2 separate regions of the Mus musculus genome follow, and region 1 is linked to region 2. Evidence: chromatin contacts called from public Hi-C data. All regions are on one chromosome and are shown on one strand. Each heading gives the region's core, a stretch centred on a gene start, on an enhancer-like site or on the middle of the called end of the contact. The rest is flanking DNA. Distances are from core to core; before and after follow the strand shown. Region 1 overlaps Gm32939 (a long non-coding RNA gene). Region 2 overlaps Gm40929 (a long non-coding RNA gene).

Region 1 (4,009 bases), core at 1,425-3,924, 340 kb before region 2:
CCCACCCTGATGACCTAATTACTTTGCAGAGCCCCGCCTCCCAGAGGCATCAGAGACTCAAGTTTCAATGTAAGTTTGAGGAGAAGACCAACACCTCGGTTCTCCACATTCTAATTAATGATGCTGGTGATGCTAAGAATATGGGCCATTGGAGGCCCTCTCTGTGTTCCTGGTCCAGCCCTGACATTCACCTGTTCACCTTGGCCATCACACCCGAGGGGAAGTATGCACCGGAGTCATCTCTAGGTTCCAGGTGAGGGCACCAAGGCACAGAAAACTCCCCTGCCCCAAGCACCTAGCTTAGAAGTGGTGCCAGAAAAGAGATACCACACTCAGTGAGAATCAAATGAAGCCAAGCAGGAAAATGTTCTGTAAACAGTCAAACCCCGAGCGTGCCTAGAAACCATTGCACAGTCTATGTGCAATAGCTGAAAGCATTCTCTGGCGGTGGTAATTATATTTGTGCAAGTGCCCAGATGAACGCATTTCCCTTCACAGGCTCCAGAGCTACCATTTAGGTTACCAAGATAGACAGACTGAGAACAGTGTGGTAGCCTACTCAATAAGCTGCTCTCTTGAACAGCTAGAGTACAAACCAGGCTGTGACAGGGACTGGGAGAGGGCAGGAATACGCCCAATCATGTCCCAAGGGAAGTGGCAACACTCTTAAAGTACAAAGGAGTTGCTCTAAGCATGGAACCGTCTGTTCAGGCCTTAGAGTCACCTAAGCTTAGGCCTGCTGTTTGATTCTGTTGTCTTCTTTGTGACATCGTTGTTCATGTGTCTCGTCATTTCTTACTCAGCCTTGTGGACCACCCTCAGCATAAATGAAAGATCCACGGAAAGCCAGAACCAGGTCTCTGAGGGCATTCGCAGCATGCCTAGGTTCTGTTTCATTTGCACAGAGTCTGTCTTCCCTGCCATCAGCTTCCCACTGAGTCCATGGGAATAGGAACCACGTGTCCTCAATCTTCCCCAAGCAAATCAGAGCCTCGGATGTGTTTTTTAATGTCAAAAAGTTGCTATAATACCTGGCATGGTAGTACAGCTTCTTTAATCTCAGCACTTGGCAGGCAGACGCAGGCAGATCTCTATGAGTTTGAGACCAGCCTAATCTACACAGAAAGCTCTAAGCCAGCCAGGATTGCATAGTGAGACCCTGCCTCAAAAACATAAAAATAATATACAACTTCAGGAAGCAACCTGTTTCTGCTTGGTTGCTTGCTTGCTTTCTTGTCTTTTTTTTTTTTTCCAGTTTGGTTTACATGTATGATAAGTGTCCTATCCGTTTTATGTATGTGCCTGCCTACTGCCCTTGGAGGCCACCCAATCCCCTGGAAACTAGAGTTACAACTGGTTGTAAGCTGCTGTGTGGATGCTGGGAATCAAATCAAGAACAACAGCTAGCATGGGCTTGCCTCAGCAAAATACCACCTGAGTCTGTCATAACACACTACAAAAACTTCCACTTCCTGGGGGGCTTTATTTTATTTTTAAGCTTGAGAGCAATGTCATTCAGAGTTCAAGACAAACAAAACCTGATGACAATTGTGGGTAGGTAGGAGGCTAGCTGTTCTCAACAATGTTTGTATTCAAGACCATCCAATCAGCAGCCAGCAGTGTCCCACTAGTGTTAATAGCTCCTTGGAGGCCTTGGGTAACTGGATTCTTCATGCTACTGGGTTTTCTGCTGCTGGTGGTGGTGGTGATGTTGTTGTTGTTGTTTTGGATTTTTTTGTTTTGTTGTTCTTGTTGGGGTTTGTGTTTGGTTTAGTTTGGTTTTCAGAGGCAGAGTTTCTGTTTCTCTTTGTAGCCCTGGCAGCTCCCTGAACTCTTTGTAGAGCAGGCTGGCCTCAAACTCAGATATCTGCCTGTCTCTGCCTCCCAAATGTTGGGATTAAAGGTATGAGCCACCACTGCCAGGCTAAAGGTATTACGATCCCGATGGAGGAAATACGGTTATTATTTCACTTAACCTTCCGCGCTGCACATAACCTGCCTCCACCTACTGGGGGTGGGGGGTGTAGGATTAAAGGCAAGTGCCACTGTGTTTCTATTCTTAGGAAGTCAGGATTCCCAGTAGTCTTTAGCAACTACTGACTGTAGCAGGCATCAGGATTTCCTCACGCTGACAGTGGCCAGTATGTTCTAGCTCCTGGGCTTGGGGTGTTAGAGGTCTTTTGGCCCAAATAGTTTGACAGCTCTCTAGAACTCTTCCAGTCCCTAGGCCGGCATTCTCTTTTCTCTAACTCTGTAGCTTTGTAGCCTCCAGCTGCCAAGTAGCCACTTACTGCTTCAGCAGCTTGGCCCAGCAGTCACCTAACCTCCAGTTGCTTCACTGTCTCTCCCGCTCCTTTCCTCGTGTTATCAGCTCAGCCCACGCTATTAAAAAAGCAAGAGAAGATCACTCAAGAGAAGCCTTTTATTGGGCATAACATTGCTACATGGGAAGGCAGTACAAGAAGGTGCGTCTGCCAGGATGCTTACTAAATTGCCTGCTTCTGTAGCTAGAGGAGGGAGGGGAGCTTGCTCCAATCAGAGCAAACCACATGCAAATGAGGGTTTGTGTTTGCACCAATCAGAGCCCTGTCTCTTTAGCCCTAGTCACAGCCGCTTTTCTCTCCATGGCACTCCCCCTCTGGCTTAGGTTGGAAGTGGTTACAGGGTAACCTGAGTTCACTGAGGCTTGTGATACCAAACAGTCCAGTTGCTGTCTGTTTGAACAGCCCTGGCCGAGGCCACCCCTTCAGGTGCAGGAACAGCCAGCTGCATTCAGAGCGTTGTCCTCTCAAAGCGCCTGTGGAGTATTCGACACAGCCAGTGTTGGCATTAAGTGTAGTCCAGCTGGCTTTTGATTGACAGTCCTTTTGCTCAAGGCGGCCAGGGCAACAAAGGAGAGTCCAACAGCTGCCAATTAGGAAGTCAGATAGCCCATCCCCCAACATCTTTGCTTATTTACTGGAAAATGAACATCAGAGGGAGTGCTTACAATGAGGGCTGATCGTTAGTATTAGCCGACTTTAAGAGTGCTTAAACAGTGCTCAGTGCCCTGGGTAGAGATGAGTCCCTTTCATCTGGCCCATAGTGGTCCTCTGTATCAAAAACAAACACAGAGAACAGCCGTTAGCAAATGGGGGAACTTTGTATTCCCGACAGTTCCCTGAACTGCCGTCACTCTTGCACGAATCACACTTCTAGGAAGCTTCCTGCCCCATCCCATTCTTCTCCCCGCAAAAAAAAAAAACTGCTGTTAACCCACCTTCCCTTGAGTATATTAGTATATATGCACATGGCCCAAAGCCTAGAAACAACATAGCACTTTTTTTTTAACCAGCTCCCTTCCAAAATAATGCTCCATAATGCCTCAGTGAATGCCTGCTGTCCCATGACAAGACATTTACCAAAGATGATCTGCCCTTATTGTCAAGTTCTGCTCAATGGTCAGAGAGGAAAGCAGTTATCTCCTGGCTTGCCTTATCTCTCTGAACACTTTACGGCCTGTTTCCTTTAGTTTCAAGCCACCCGGAGCTCTAGGACTTCTTTGCTTTGAGATTCAGCTTACAGGTTAAAATTAGCTCCAGAGCTCTGAAGGGGCGCCAGAGAAAGCAGGAGTGTGGTGGGAGTGGGTGAGAGCTAACCCGCAATGCAGATGACAGAGGAGTGAACACGAGGCACAAGCCTCCCTCAGACGTGGTCATCCCCCGAGAGAGGCACATGGGCTAGGGACCCCCACCCCCACCCCCGCAGACTGTAAGACACACAATTTATGCCATGCTATATGTGTGTTGCAGACAAGGTCTGAGGCTCTTACCTTTTATCCTTGCTAATGGGAATCTTCTAAACTGCTTTTTTTGTCTTACACGCTGCCTTTGGGTGTGGGCGGTTACGGTTTATAGATGCACTTGGACCAGGCTGCCTGCCTGTCCAAGGAACACCGGCTTTATGCTCTTCTCCTGTGGGTCTTGCAAAACAACATATTATGCCAATCTGTTTGCGTGAAAGAAGAGAA
Region 2 (4,224 bases), core at 106-2,605:
ATCTGTGAAAATAGGATAAGTCACTCAAGGGAGGCTTTCTCAGGCAATTATAGTCCCTTGGTATCCAAGGGGGGATTTGATCCAGCATCCACACATGCGCTTAAGCCCATGGATGCTCAGGTCCCCTCTGTAAAATGGAGGGTATACCACAGCACCTACACGGTCCTCCCATAAACGTTAAATCATCTCTGGGTTATTTATACCAACCCTGGGTGGGTGAGACAGCTTGGTGGGTGAAGGTCTTACTGCTAAGCCGGACAACCAGAGTTTGATCTTTGACAGATCATGGATGGAAGGAGGAGAAAGCCAGCTTTCAAGGGTTGTCCTCTGACCTCCATATGCATGTGTGGCACCCACCCACATCCCCCCAAATGTTTTAAAATACCAAGTCCAATGTCAAGGCAACGTAAATGCAGTTAAACTTATTGTAGTCTGTAATGTCAGCCCCAATTTCATGATGTTTTTACAAACCTTCAGTCAGCAACTCAAAACAACAGTTTTTACAATCAAGAATTCTTATTACAATACAACCCAAAGGCCAGGTAGTGGTGGTGAATGCCTTTAATCCCAGCCCTTGGGAGGCAGAGGCAGGTGGATTTCTGAGTTCGAGGCCAGCATGGTCTACAGCGTGAGTTCCAGGACAGCCAGAGCTACACAGATAAATCCTATCTCGAAACAAAAACAAAAAAACCAAAAACAACAACAAAACAAAAAACAAAACCAAGAGGGACCCTAAGGTGATGGGGGGGGGGTGCTTGTGTACAAAGTTAAGGCTTAGTAAAACCACCCCAAGCCACTAATAAAGAACGAAAGAGTCTCGATCAGGGCTAGGTTAGGGTAAGGCTAGAGACCCACTTGGGAAGGGTTAATCATAATTGCTTCAGATACTCCACCAGCAAGGACGAAGCAGATCTATGACCCGGTGTCATGCAGTCAGCCTAAAGACCCACTATGTTCTTGGGTTTCATCTGGGACAAGTTCACCAACAGATGAAGTGGCTTTTAAGTGTGCTAAGCTAACTTGATACTCAGGTTCCTGGCACAAAGCAGGAGACAGAACTGGCCCCGGAATAGCAGCTGTGTGGAAATCCAGCTGTGAAGGGACAACATGTAGCAGGTCACAAAGGAGGTGGGAGGGAAAAGAGGGCGGGGCTGGCCATAACAGGGACGGTAAGGGGAAGAGAGGGCAGCCGCAAAAGGATTGGAGCATGTCAAGGGTAAGAATAGATGAAAGGGAGAAAACGGATGTAAGGGCCAGAGAGCTGGGCATCCAAGATAACGGAAGGCTATGCAGATAAGCGAACTCACATGAGCTACGCGGGAGCTACGTGGGACGTGGGAGAGGAGCTATTTGCGGCCGACAGCCTTTAATCTGTGATTCAAGAACAGCCTGTATGAGGAGGACAGCGGTGAGAAAGAATGGAGGAGGAGTTTCTGCAGGAAGTTTATGAAATCTGGCTGTCCAAAGCTAGCAAGCTGTTGGCAGTTGCTGAAAGAAATGTTCTATGTCTACCACTGTGTTTTAAGTAAGTGCCATCTCTTGGGTCCCTCCTTTCTTGGTGCTTTTCCCATTTGCAAATCGCCCCCCCCCTTCAGCCTCCCCCCCCCCAAAGATACAAAAGCCTCTACTTCACCCTCTCCTGTCACCTGTCCTGGATCTTTTGGCCCCTTACCACTCAGTGTGTGCCATTTATCTTTTGGCATACACAGGGCCTCTTTGCCCTTCTCAGCAGCCAGAGAACCTGTCATTCCAGTCTCCTTTCTCTTCCTACACGAGAATGTTTCTGTGGAAGTTCCCAGCATAGCCTGCCTGACCCACAGAGCTGGAAGCTCAACAGGGGAGTCTCTGGCTTCTTATCCCTGGGACTCCCTAACCCATTCTGTGGGTCAGATCTGGATCTCCTGCCTTGCTGGATTTCCTGTGACATCCAGGTTCTCCTTTACTTTCGAGCAGCCTCTCTTTCTTGCTTATATCTGTCCGTCCATCCATCCTGCCATTGGACCCACCATGCATCCAAACCATCCATGCAGACTGAGTGCTTTTCAGTCATTTTTGTTTCCTGGTCACCTGACACATGCTGTATCCCCTTCACTTCATCTCCTGCCGATCGATGATGGGTCTCCTCCCCGGCCTCCTTAGCCTCTTTCCCTTTCCCCGTCCTCTTGAAGACATGATTAGCTCTGTAAGAAGAGATGAATGCTAATACTCTGACTCTTGGAGAGAATATGTACCCACTTTCAACAACAGACTGATGAAGAACCCAAAGCTATCGTAACATAAAGCAGCAAAGAATGCTAGGGTTAAATTATACTATAGACTAAACAAACCAGCCATTTACAGGACATTACACTCTGCTGCTTCTCACACATTTGCCTAAGACTAAGCATGGTACAACACATGACATCCAAGAGCTGTGGAATGTATATTCTTCTCATCACACAGGGAACATTGTCTAGCACAGACTACTTTAGGCCACAAAATAAGTCTCAAAAATTAAACAAGTAAAATCTTATAACCAAAGTATGTTAATACATGAAATATCACAATTAAATGTATAAGTTTATAATGTACAATTTTTATAAGGATGTACAAATAACAAGGTACACATGAAAATACTTAAAATGAGGAAGAGGCCGATGGTGAGGAGAAGTATACACCTCCTCTGTTAGGAATAGCAGAGAAATACTAGAAACTGGGAACAAGGGGAACGGTAGCAACTACAGTTTCCTACTATAAACCCTGTTGTATCACAGGGATGTTTTAAAATGCTGCCCTGTGAAGATCTTTGAGCTATTCAGTGTATGAATTTGTAACTTTATATGCCTCCTCTGTTAGTGATAGTAGAATAGTACTAGAAACTGGGAACAAGGGGAACTTTAGAAACTGTACAAGGGAACTAGGTATGTTCTCTTGAATAATTAATAGAGCAATGAAGAAATCAAAAGGATAAAAGGGTTTTTGTTGTTGTTGTTGCTTTGTCAAGACAGGGTTTCTCTGTATAGCCCTGGCTGACCTGGAACTCACTTTGTAGACCAGGCTGGCCTCGAACTCAGAAATCCGCCTGCCTCTGCCTCTGCCTCCCAAGTGCTGGGATTAAAGGCATGCGCCACCACACCCGGCAGGAAAAAAGTTTTAATTAAACCAAATATAAATACACAAGCAGGTCCCTAATAACCATTCAAGGCAGTAATAAATCTCCCTAAATCTTTCAAAAGTTACCCCCAATGCTCCCCAAACTGTTTCTTAAACTAAAAGGAGAAGGGACACCATCAAACCCATTCTATGGAACCACAATTGCCCTGATAGCAAAGCTGGATGAGGATACAAGAAAGAAGGAAAACTATGTGACAGTTTCTCCAGTGAATGAAGATGCAGAAGTTCACGATAAGATCTTGTGAGCCAAATGCAGTACTGCATTAAGATCATGCACTATGAACAGATGGCTTTGTTCCAGAGACACGAGATTGACTCGACGTACACAAATCAGTAAATGAAACCCAGCATGTAAATAAGCTTAAGGTTAGAAATTACCTGGTCATCTCACAGCAGAAAAGGCATTTGACAAAGTTCTACATCCCTTCATAGTAAAAAGCCTCCGAAGGACCAGAGAAATGGCTCGGTAGTTAGGAACACTGGCTGCTCTTCTAGGGACTTGGGTTCAATTCCCAGCACTGACATGGTGGCTTGTAATTGTTCCAGTCCCAGGGATCTAATGCCCTCTTCTGCCCCCCCACCCCCAGCACTGTATGCATATGATGCACAGATATACATACAGCCAAAATACCCATAGACATAAAAATTTTAAAAAGATTTAAAATGGCTTCAAGAAACTAGGAATAAAAAGAAGAAATCTCAACACAATAAAGGTCACACATGACAAAGCGGTAGCCAACACTAATGGTAAACACAGAGCAGGTCCTCTAATGCAGGGAAAAGTCAGGGGGTCAGTCTTGCCACTCTTTAAATATAGCACTCAAAGCCTTAGAGCGATGCTACAAGAAATACAAGGGATGCAAGTGGGAAAACAAGTCATATTATCCCTATTTGCAGAGCACACAATTCTTATATTTCAAATACTCTTACAGATTCTAAAATCAAACTCATGAATATGATAAGTGCTTTCAGCCAGATGGTAAGATACAACAGGAGAGGAAAGTAGTTTTTCTACAAAAAAAGTTGCTGAGAAAGGAATCAGGAAAAAAAGTCCACTCACAGTTGCTAAAC

The links. A called contact is a pair of places that touch in the nucleus more often than the background predicts.
Region 1: a Hi-C map of granulocyte-monocyte progenitors shows a contact between it and region 2, with 4 times the contacts expected there. The contact joins two enhancer-like sites. A contact is called at or near these places in 2 of 15 datasets of contacts at CTCF or cohesin (the NIH/3T3 cell line and embryonic stem cells), 28 of 484 Hi-C or Micro-C datasets (the HL-1 cell line, the NIH/3T3 cell line, Th1 cells and 22 more) and 11 of 115 datasets of contacts at active chromatin or transcription factors (the HPC-7 cell line, astrocytes, embryonic basal ganglia and 7 more).

Annotation. Positions count from the first base shown.
Region 1 is chr13:43,530,181-43,534,189 of GRCm38.p6, reverse strand. Gm32939 (a long non-coding RNA gene) reads right to left here. Exons shown (of 4, transcript XR_382266.3): 3 at 3,812-3,987; 4 at 2,405-3,092. Among named protein-coding and RNA genes, the nearest start is that of Gm32939, 15 kb to the right of the region's middle. Within about 2 kb of position 2,674, at least 205 of the 459 cell types and tissues checked have an H3K27ac peak or open chromatin away from gene starts, as enhancers often do. A contact at or near this core is called in the HPC-7 cell line, cardiomyocytes, cerebral cortex and 4 more, where this site is marked.
Region 2 is chr13:43,188,997-43,193,220 of GRCm38.p6, reverse strand. Gm40929 (a long non-coding RNA gene) reads right to left here. Exons shown (of 4, transcript XR_873309.3): 4 at 1,625-2,180. Among named protein-coding and RNA genes, the nearest start is that of Gm40929, 19 kb to the right of the region's middle. Within about 2 kb of position 1,355, at least 94 of the 459 cell types and tissues checked have an H3K27ac peak or open chromatin away from gene starts, as enhancers often do. A contact at or near this core is called in the HPC-7 cell line, cardiomyocytes, cerebral cortex and 4 more, where this site is marked.